Linked DNA regions of Gasterosteus aculeatus: region 1 is linked to region 2. The links are chromatin contacts, called in public Hi-C maps. All regions are on one chromosome and are shown on one strand. Each heading gives the region's core, a stretch centred on a gene start, on an enhancer-like site or on the middle of the called end of the contact. The rest is flanking DNA. Distances are from core to core; before and after follow the strand shown.

The links. A called contact is a pair of places that touch in the nucleus more often than the background predicts.
Region 1: a contact with region 2 is called in a Hi-C map of skeletal muscle, with 3 times the contacts expected there. The contact joins two enhancer-like sites. A contact is called at or near these places in 5 of 6 Hi-C or Micro-C datasets (liver, skeletal muscle, tail fin and 1 more).

Annotation. Positions count from the first base shown.
Region 1 is chr20:18,881,029-18,886,887 of fGasAcu3.hap1.1, reverse strand. ncalda (neurocalcin delta a) reads right to left here. Exons shown (of 6, transcript XM_040164682.2): 3 at 3,383-3,793. The coding sequence starts at 3,760. Among protein-coding and RNA genes, the nearest start is that of LOC120810272, 19 kb to the left of the region's middle. Within about 2 kb of position 2,352, at least 2 of the 9 cell types and tissues checked have open chromatin away from gene starts, as enhancers often do.
Region 2 is chr20:18,705,940-18,711,633 of fGasAcu3.hap1.1, reverse strand. It overlaps cep76 (centrosomal protein 76), which reads right to left. Exons shown (of 13, transcript XM_040164250.2): 3 at 5,443-5,527; 4 at 5,126-5,350; 5 at 4,865-5,050; 6 at 3,810-3,907; 7 at 3,489-3,617; 8 at 3,024-3,212; 9 at 1,504-1,670; 10 at 518-677. Among protein-coding and RNA genes, the nearest start is that of cep76, 4.1 kb to the right of the region's middle. Within about 2 kb of position 2,158, at least 1 of the 9 cell types and tissues checked has open chromatin away from gene starts, as enhancers often do.

The DNA of each region.
Region 1 (5,859 bases), core at 1,103-3,602, 180 kb before region 2:
ATTGTACCAACAGTACAACAGCACAACGGTACAACATAAACAACAGTTTATAGATTGCGAGTGCTGGGTGTGTGTGGCTATGGGAAAGTATTGAGCTGTGTCTCACACTGATAAGATGTCTCCAGTATCCTGGCTGTAGTGTAACAATAAGTGTCTGTTGATGCCACCTGTAACTGGACCGAGGTATAAGAACTGCCCTACAATAAAAAAAGGTATTCTTGGCAGTCTACTGAGCACGTGCCTTTTTTCCCTTGAAAGGAAATAAACGGAGAAATACATATTTGACATTCTTATTTTCCGATTGTTTGTGTAAATCTTCCACCACACTACGAGCTACGATATTTCTAAAGTTTTGTCAATTCCTTACAGATGAGGCTCGGGATGCAGACTTGCACCTACAGATGGAGCGGCTTGCATAAGAATTCACTCCCCTTGGACTTTTCTACATTTTGTCAAGGTATAACTACAGATTCATTTTATTTTATTTAATCAGCCTTAGGCCTTTGAGTTTATTAGACAGCTTTACTGAACAAAGAGCATCATGAAAACCCAGGAGCTCACCAAACAGCTCAGGGATAAAGTTGTAGCCACGTATGAAGCAAGGTAAGGTTATAAAAAGTATCCCTGGCTTTGAACATTTCAAGCAGCACCATAAAAAAGAATACAATATGGCATAACCGCAAACCTACAAAGAAAAGGTCCCTTTGCCTGTGCTTACTCCCCTCACACTCACTCACATTCACACACTTGATTTCACATACACTCACAACGTGATTGTCTATGGTTATGTATGGTTATCTGCCTGCCAGTGCACTTTAATTTGAACTTTTTAATTAAATTACTTTCTAAATTTGTATTCTATAACCTCCTACCCCACAACCTTCTATTTTATACTGTAGTTAAATTGTACATTTGTAAATTGAACATGCCACTTTGTTATTTGTCTTGTTGTCCATTGTCTTAGTGTCCAATGTTATGCAACAACTGTCATGTCAAAGTCCTTGTATGTCTAATATATTTTGGCAATAAATGTTCCTGAGTCAAATACAGAACTATTCTTAAAGAAAATCTGATGCAGTCTGCAAAAGACTTGAGACTCGCAGGTTCATCTTCCAGCAGGACAATGAGCCTAAACATAAAGCCAGAGCTACGATGGAATGGGTTAGATCAAAGCATGCTAATGGTTTAAAATCGCCCAGTCAAAGTCCAATATGAGCTTTAGCTTTTTCAATGGACAAACATTTCCTTCTCTAGATGAAGCTAGTGGAGACATACCCCAAAGGAGATGCAGCTGTAGTTGCAGAGAAAGGGGATTCTACCAAGTATTGACTTGACTCTGGGGGGGTGGAAGGCAATGTGTGTTCCAAATGTGTGACCTCACAAAAGCACCAGGAGGAGCTCTTTTATTAGAATCATTCTGCAACAAAATAAGTACAGATACGCACCAGGATATCCAAGATATTCAAGATATCCACTGGCTATCTGCCCTCTGATATCGCTGAAACATTCACTGTGATCACATTAAGCTGCAGACTTTATTCAAAGACCCTGAGCTCAGGCTTAATTTCAACTCCGGCAGTCACTCTACAAAAGTCAGCGCTGCCTGAAACTTTCCTCTTAAGCCTGCACTCTCTCTGTGGGGGTGCGTGGCTCTGAGGGGGGAGAGTGAGCTAGCCAAATGTAGAGGGGGAGTAGATGTGCTTCTGTGTGTCTGTCTGAAAATGCACTTGAGCAGTGAGGAATGGGGAGTGAGTCTAATCGAATGAATAGCAACACAGCTCCTGCTGCTGCTGCATTTTAAAAGCCTCCATCGCATCTACACAACATCTCTGAGCCCTTACCAACCCGCACTAATTATGGCCTTCAAAGCAATAACAAACACACTTGTTCGCTCATTAAAGACCGAAATACCAACGGATGAGCCCTGCGCACAGCCAGAGAGCGGCATTTTTCTTACGTAGGCGGCCGTCCTTGGGAACAGCAGCACCTTCGAGGCGAAAGTGGGCAGAGGTTTATGTCATGTAGTGACTGAAGGTGGGGGTGGGAGAGTGGGGGGGGGTAATTTAACCATGGTGCTACGCCAAGTGGGCAAATGTGATGCAGCGTACTTTCATATTGTAATGTATCATAAAAGTGTGCTTGTGTAACAATGATATACCGACCAAGTCAATGGAAGAGCAAAGTATATATAACTACATATATACTAATCAGACAAATGATGAATCCTTATGCTTTCAAATGAATTCAGCATTAAGCACGCTGCACTGTGAATCTGTGGTTTTAAAGCAGTGCAGTCTTACATTCCGACAGCTTGTGTTGCTGCACGTTTGTGGGCGTTCGTCAGCAGTTGGTTGTTCAGGTGACGTACCTCCTCTTTTCTGTCCAAAACGATGCAGCGTTATAATACATCTACAGCCGGTAGGGGTTCAAGAGGGAGATCACAGCCCACAACAATTGGTTGGTGAGCTTAAGTGCTGAAGTAATCTGCACATTAGGAAGGGAAACTAGGTGACACATACGTTATCAACTAGCTGCTCCACAAATGTGGAGCGTACATCTTCATAGCCTGTCTGCATGAGAAGCTCCCCCTCTCCCCTTTTAATAAAGTCCAATGAGCCCTGCTGCACCGCACAGCATTTTTCAAGTCTTAGAGCGTAAACGTTAAGTGTAGCTGCTAAACATTCCATGGACAAAGACATGGGATTCAATCCTGTTAGAAACAGAAAATGAACTAATGTCTCATTTCAAAATGAGCAGGTTTTTATCAAATTGCTTGTGTCAGTTTAATCTTTTTTTCTTCTGGGAATCCGATGTTGGTTAGAATGTTTAAAAGCGCACAGAGGCCGTTGGGCATTTCAGTTGACATTCACCTTTATTAGGTTAATAAATAACAGCAGTTTAGCATGCCGGGCTTTTAACACTGACAGGGATTTAATGCAAAACCTCCTTCCTGATATTTTGAGAATTAGGTTGCATTAGGCCACGACGAAGGAAACCAAGTACCTCACAAAACAGCAGGTTAATGCAGGCTACAAGCTGACCTTTGAAAAGACCCACAACTGAGCAACATATACAAACAGAGATTGAAGTGAAGCTGTAGTTCCATATGGGGAAGTGAAATGGTGGAGAGCAGCATTTTTATTTCCAGTTAAAAGTCACATTTAAGAGGTTATGGAAATGACAGGTTCCAAAACAGCTTTTATTCCATTAATCTTAACACCTAAGTGTCTGTGTCTGAGATGCCTCCTGTCCTTAAAGTGCCGGTACTGCTTTTCCTATTCTATAAAGAGTGTGTCATGGATACAATTGCAGCACCGCATATACAGATGTTTAACAATCAGTGTGTTTGTGTATGTGTCCTACTGCCTCCATTCACACTCACCTGCACAATCTCCAGCATCTCGGCTTTGCTGATGTACCCGTTTCCGTCCAGATCGTACATGCTGAATGCCCATTTCAGCTTCTGCTCCAGCTTGCCGCGCGAAGTCACGCTCAGTGCGATGATGAACTCCCGAAAGTCTATCGTCCCGTCGCCGTTTGCATCGAACGTGCGGAAGACGTGCTCGGCGAACTTGGAGGCGTCTCCGTAGGGGAAGAAGTTGCCGTAGATCTTCTTGAACTCCTCCATGGAGAGGTTCCCGCTGGGGCAGTCCCTCAGGAAGCCCTTGTACCACTCCTGGATCTCGTGCTCGGTGAAGTCGGTGCTTTCCAGGAGGTCCTGCATCACCTCGGGGCGGAGCTTGCTGTTTTGCTTCCCCATGTCTGTCCGTCCTGTCGGTCACTCGGCTCTCAGCTGGGAGACAGAGGGAGGTGAAGTTGTTAGGATGAAGTAAACACAGTTTACAGAGCAATATAGTACTCGGAGGAATTTCTTGGGTCACACAGCTGACAGAGATGAGAAGAAGATAATCTGCTCATGACCCAAGATTTTAATGTATGGACCTTCGAAATAATAATTACTTGCTTAATTCTATAAAGATGTTTCAGAGGGGTTTCCTCCAAACATGCCAAATGAGGAATAAAAATAAACTTCCTTTTGAACTTAGATTAAAACGAGGACAAATGGATCCGTTTTGAAGCCATTGAGAGTTCCTGTGCATGGATGGAATGCATGGAAAGGGCATTATTTTGTTTTGTTGTAATACAGTATTTCTGAATATATGCCGGACCCACGAATATATCATTTCACTGTTTTGCATTAGAGTGTGCTGATTAAATCCTACTTTACTGTGAACCTTCAGTGACTGCTGCTGTTTCCTATAGTGGCTTCAACAATTTATTTTCCAAACGTTATGCTTATCAGGACTAAAATCCGTCCCAATTTACACACTATTTGAACTGTCCAGTGAAAACAGTATTGTGTACTCCAAGTACACACAACAGCATATGCCCAGCAAGGATTTGATTGGTCTATAAAATATCTGCTCCGCTTTCACTGGAAGGAAAAGGTGGTGCAGACGAATTATATTGAAGCCAAGCCTCTCAAGAATCAACATTTGGAATCATCACCACACACGGTTTCTCAATCCTCTTCCTGGAACTAGCGTATCCGTGTTTGTCACATAGATCTTTATGAACAGGATAAAGCTCTATAATCCATGTTTGAATTTTAATGTGATAAAATATGTAATAAAAACCCCTCAGGGAAAATACATTTGTTGCATTAGATAGATAGATAGATATACACTGTATTAATCCACAAGGGGAAATTTGTGTGCAATAGCAGCAATACAGTAAATAAAATGAGAAATGAAAAATGCACAATATATACACGGCACAGTAAAATAAAATAAAATGGCAGAGCAGAACATATTAAATTAAATAAGTGAAAGGAGTATGTACAGTGTGGTGGAATATGTACAAAATACAGGGCAGTGCCCAGTCTGTGATTGGCTGCTGCTTGAAATGGCAGCGTGAAGTTTGAAGTACTACATTTTGAAATGAAATTCAAATAAAAAACATATGGTTTATTGTAGATTAAAAAAAAAAAGATGAAGAAAATATCTTATATATATATATATATAATTATAACGAGTGTCAAAGTTAAATAAGACAGAGGTGGGCGGACAAAAGGGACAAGTGCCACAGTAAGAAAAGTGTCTGCTTGGTATCTGCCGATGACACAAACAGGAAGCGAAACATGTCGCTACGGTGTCGGAGTCGCCGACTACGATCTCGTATAGAGGAATGACAAAACAAGTTACTACACAGGTATTCAATTTACCAACGCCAAGGTTCAACCGCGGCTTTGCCTGTGTAGAAATTCCAGCATGTGAGCAGTGATATTTGAGAATTGATGACTTATCAGTGTGGAATTATCCACTCAGAGTCAGATGGAAAAGCTTGAGTGCCCTCAGATTGTAGAATAAGCCGGCAATCAGCAACGCTCGAGTGGAACACAAATAAATGGAATGTACGGAATTATGTTTAATTATTTAAACTACCACAGACTTCCGCATTTGAACAACAACATAGGGCTGGCCGGTATAGCCAAAAAATAGTTAGCACTGTATTTTGTAAGATTCTGACGGATTTACTGTAAAAAAAAACAAACAAAGCAAGTGGAAGCACAGGGGTGAGTCAGAAAAGTGAAAAACGGCCCTCCGAGGTTCTCAAGTCTAAGATGAGTTCTTTAAATAACTTGTCACTGTCAGTCCAGGTTGTGATATTGATATTGCAATAGCACAGTTTTGAGAACAACTAGTCCTCTCGTGCAAGATGATGAAATGGCATGACTGCAGGGTTGATTGAGTTAGTAAAAGCAACTCTTGACTTTAGAGCGACGACACCTGACTCTTAACTAACGGGATCCAGGACCATGATTCGGTCCAGCGCCACAACAGAAGATCACTCGCTCAC
Region 2 (5,694 bases), core at 909-3,408:
AGCTGCTGATGAATGGAACTGGTGCAGATTTAATTTCCCTGGAAACCACTCACTGCTCCAGGCTGTCTGACTCACGCTGTCCATTCCAATTTGGGCGACTGTGGGTGAGCGGAGAGTCGTCCTTCAATCAGAGGATTGGCAGTACGATCCCCAGCTCTGCTAATCCGCATGTCAGCGTGTCCTTGTAACTCCCTTAGCTGTGACTACGGTGTGTGGATGTTAGTTACTGGAGGCAGGTGGCACCGGGTGTGGTTGCGCCTGTCGTCAGTGTATGAGTGGCTGAATGAGGACGCGCTTCGAGTGGTCAGAAGACTTGAAAAGCGCAGTACAAATACAATCCGTTTACCACTCACTAGATCTCTCTGGCAGTGTTTGCAGCGTCAATATCACAAGACTCACTTCACCAAACCCGGTCGCTGACCGTTAGCTGGCAGAGGAAACGTCTGTAATAACCATCATGCGAATAATCAATAAAAAACAATGGACATATAAGATGTGAGCGACGGCGTTCTCCTACCTGCAGGTCAAAGACACAAAGCTCCACGGCGTCGGACGGCTGGCAGTTGGCCAGGAAGGTCAGGTGGTTGAAGACGCAGCCCACGGTGCGGTAGGGGGACGAAGGTTTGGGCTGGGGGGCCAGCGGCGGGGCGTCCGGGTCTATGGCCCGGTGCAGGTATCTGAGCATACGAATGGGACATGGAGGCTGATCAACAGATTAACAAAACAGATAGAAGATCATTATTATCATCATCATCATCCTGCGATACTGTGGCTCAAATTTATTCATTTACCAGTGATTAAATTGCCATTATCAGTACAACTCAACAGCAAAAACTAGTGCAGCACGATAAAATACAGAAATACGGACGCTCATCCTCGTTCAAATCACCCAAACGTTCAACCATGACGATGAAAATCTTTTAGACAACACTAGGCTTTCTGTTCTCATCGGATTAAGCACTTTCCCACAATCTTGGGATATTTCGGTAAGTCCTGACAAGCCTCTTTCCGTATTGACACGTATGATCACAACCAGAGCCTCTCAGTGGGTAAAACAAGCACTTTTTAATCCACGAGCAGCTGTTTGTCTTCAGACACAATGCCGAGTCAGAAAAACATAAAGAAGGATTCAAATGAAAAAAGTGTCACAGTAAAAGTGTGTTTTGAACAGGCATGTCAAATTTCCACTAAAATATTTTAGGATATAAAAAAGCTCGTGGATGACACCGCTTGCTAAGTACCAAGTGGATGTCACTACTGATAAGTAACAGAAAACCAACTCTATCTTCATGAGAGGATCAGTGAGTAAAGGACAAAAGAACATTTACTGGACAAAACATTCCAGCCAAGAGAATGTTTGAAATGTGTGAAATGAATAAGAATAAATGCAATGCAGTTCACATGATCCCCCACACAGTGTACGTAGTACGTGTCGCGTCGACATGTGAATATGAGGAGGAGCAGAGAAAGCAGCTGTGAACATCGACGTAAAGGAAGGAGGACCTGTGTGCCGTCAGACTCTCCCAGAAGGTGATGCTCCCGTCGGCGCCGCGGGTCAGCACCCAGGCGTGCGGCGTCCCCTTGGCTTTGGTGCCCACGCACACGTACGCATCCAGGCCGAAGCCCAGCAGGAGGCTGCACAGCAGGGCGGCGTGGTCCTCGCAGTCCCCCTGGAAACCAGTTTGAAATGTGCAACTACATTACCGACTGTGTTTTAAGTCAATTGGGTTCAGAGCTGCACAGCTTGCAAAATGTGCAACGGCGTAGTCGAGCATTAACCTAAATGTATTTTATTTATTTTTTATTTTAGGATTTGTTCATGAGATATTCAGATTTGATATGGCAAATGCTTACTAAAACCTTATTTTCCATATTTCCATATTACAAACCACTGTATTTACACAGATTTCAAGCATCCTCATCCCATCTGCTTGTCTAATCCATAATGTCACTGCATGATGAATTAGGAGTCTGTTTAAAGAGAAATACAATATCCGCTTTGCTCGGCTCTGTTTGCCTTTCAAGTGTTGAACGCAGACATGAAGAGTCTGCTGGAGATGGCTTGTGGCAGTAAGCAACTCTCCTTCCACCCGCACAGCTTTTCCGGTAAAGAGGCCGGGTTTGTGCTGCTGCTGCACGCCGCATGCTGGCTGGGCTACTGACAAGTCCCAATGATAGATGTTCCCCAGAAGTGCTAATATGGACGGCAGCCTCGGAGCAGGCTGGGGACTGATGAGGCTAAATTAATTTTCCCCCGGAATGAAACTCGTAAATCACAGCTGCCACGGGCCACTTTGCCAGAGTTGCGTTGTGTCTGTCCTGCCAGCCGCTCACCGAGAAGAGGCGGGGAACATTTATCCTGTGGTGGGTCTGGGAAATTCCCTGCTATCTCGCGGAGATGAAAAGGCATCAGTCAGTCGACTCGGCCCAAATCCCTCTTTCTCAGAAATGACAGCGTCGGCTGTGCTCAGAAACGGAGTCAATGTAAACGCAGCTGGGCCGAGTTTGATGTGACGCTTTCTGACTCTTGGAACAAATCGCTTTTATAATAGCTAGCGGGGGCAGGCAGAGGTTAGATGGGGGTGTGTTACATTGCATTCATGCATTGCAGATCTGTATCATGCGTTCATGATTATGGTTCTTTTTACACTATTCTAAACCTTTGATTTGAAAGTTGGAACTGGGAGTCTTTTCAGTGATGAGTGTGATGTTTCCCGTGTTGTTTTGGACATTGCTAGTAGTTTAGCCTTCTGTGAACTGCTAAGGTTAAGCCTTTAGCAGAAGGCTTAGCTGGAAGAGACATGGAGAGAAAAGGTTGCGATAGTTTAGCCTATTGCTAAACAATTCCCATATCCTTGGGGTACAAATACAAACATCTACACTTGTTTATATCCTCAACAGCTGGCGCTCTGGTTATTTTGCAAAAGGACAAAAATAAATCCTACCCCTGCTTTAATGGGAACTTTTGTGTTGTCATTGACCATCCAGATCCAGCAGCAGTCGGTGCATTCTCTTCTCCTTACCTTCCCCCTACACAGGAACGCCATTAACGTGCACCACTGCTCCTGCTTGCCTCCTCCCCCCACTACGGGGGCCTTCTCGTGGGCCAGCAGGCTGACGAAGCGGGCCGCCTGTCGTGGGCTCTCCAGAAGTCGGCCGGCTCGCAGGACACGCACGTAAGAACAAGTCGGCCTGTTGATGCCGTTCTCGTCCTGCGGAGAAAAACACACACAGGGAGGAATTAGTGCAGATATGAATTTGAGAACTTCAGGATTCAATAATCCTTAAACTGGTTAAGAATATGAGCAATCCTCCCCCCACACCACTACACACTAAAGCAGGAAAACCAATCCATTAGGTTGGTCTGAGGAACAGCGTCTGCACATATCTGCAAGTCTGTTCTTATCTGCAAGAATAAATAAGTCGAGACACGAATGTCCTTCAAACCACGCAAAATCGCGTCACACCGCGGTTCTATTTGCACCAACCTGCGCAAAGATCTTGACCATTTTGGATTGGTTTGATGGGCGGATCTCCAGAAACTCCCTCCACCACTGTTTGGCATAAACCAAGAAGAGCCTCTCCTTCTCCGCCGTCCTCTGCCTCTCCAGTGATTGCTGAATGAGATTTACACAGTAACGTCGGTCACTACATGCAGGGCTTCCCTTGTCTCTCTTACAATGCTGGCTCCACATCGGCGCTGCAGAAGATCGAGGCTCAGCATCGATGAGTCCTTATTGCATGCGTTTGTTTCAAGAACACAGAGGCGGGCGAATAGAACGCAGTGGCAGAGATTCCGGGCTGCTGACCTGTGTGCTGATGACGGCGGCGCTCAGAGCCTCAGTGAGAGGAGGGTAGAGCTCTAGACTGATGGTCAGAACACCAGCTGGCACTTTGCATTCACTTCCTGGAGACACACAGGTTACATAAATGGTAAGTAGCTACATATATTACAACCATATGCAGACAGATTTACTGCTGCGAAACAGATACAACTGTTAGTGTTGCACAATTTTTGTAAAATATTTTTTTTGTTCTAGCAAGCCCCAAATTTCCCCTTTGACTGGGGGATGCCAAGGTGTTCCTGGGCCAGTGTAGATATATAATCTCTCTACTTAGTCATGGGTCTTCCCCGGAGCCTCTTCCCAGCTGGTCGTGCCTGGAACACCTCCCTAAGGAGGCGCCCAGGGGGCTTCCTTACCAGATGACCAAACCACCTCCACTGGCTCCTCTCCAGGCAAAGGAGCAGCAGCTCTACTCCGCACCATCTTCCCCTCACTCGCAAACAAGACCCTGAGATATTTGAACTCCTTCACTAATTCGGGTAGCAATCCATCGGTTTCCTGCTGAGAACCACAGCCTCAGATTTAGAGGTGCTTATACCACAAATAGAATTGGTGACAAGGAGCAGGCCAAACACCACCGACTTACTCACTCTGTGAATAAACCTATTTAGAAACACATTCATCGTATAATCGTTACACAAAGGAGAACTTAGGGATTATGATTACCATTTTTTATTATTGATTGTAAAGAAAGTTGTGACCCATCTTTGATGCAACAAACCTAAATGCAAGGTTAAGTGATGCCGGTGTGTTTAAGTGCAGAATGAATTTTAAGCAAATTTGATCAATTGTTTTGGCCAGGATGACGTCGCAATTTCATCTCGTCCAATCCAAGAGAGATTCTTTGTTTCGAAGTAATGTTCTTTTAACATTTGACTCTGGATTATGAATCAGCCAATAAAGTATTATTCTCCAGCAGTGATCTGAATCATTCGCACTCCTTAACATAGAGACAATCATTTTTTCTTCTTTTAAAGCACATTAGTAATTCAGCATTCACTGCAGTAACCGTTCCTCACCAACGCCCATCAGCTCCACAGCAAAGCAGGTCTTCCCGTTGGGCGAGCCGAGGACCGCCCTCCAGTCCAGGAAGTAGGACGAGACCAGCGCCGTCTCACCGGAGGTGTCCGTCCTGATCAGCACTATGTGAACCGGGTCACACAGAGACAGCATGGCGGTGGCGTCGGCCATTTTACTGCCCTCACCTAAGCTCCCCAAAAAAAAGGTTGTATCACTGACAAATTACGCAGCACCACAAGATGCCAGGCGGACTGACGTACCGGTTCCATCTCTTTGGACCTCCAGGAGGAATCCCTCCTTCAGGTCAGGTTCGCAGGCGCAGGGCACCGGCTTTGAACGGAACCTCTGGTTGCGGAAGTGCAGGTAGAGCGTCAATGTGGAGCACACTTGACCGGGTAAAGGCTCTGGTTCCTGGAAATGCTCCAGGAAGGCCTTACCACCAAGCACTTGGACATACAAGTGCCTCCTGGACGGGTCAATAACGGCTGAGAGAATGAAAAGTCTTCAACATTAAGATGCACAACTTGAGAGAAAGGAAATGGGCCGTGCTAGTGTGTTGGCTTAATACGTTTCTTACTTTTTTCAAGCAGAGTGATATTGTTGTTATCAAGGTGAGGAGCAGCCTTAGGACGGGATCCTCTTTCGGAATCTGTTGGGACTTCCTACCAAAGCAGACCAACATGACAAAAATAGCTCAGTCAGCTGGTGATTGAACTCATAACGATTTCTACAGTTGAGAAATTGTTATCTGCAATCGGGTTTAAATTAATATGTCACTATCTAAAAAAACGGATTGCAAGGATTATTTACTTTTGGTTTAGAATCCAAT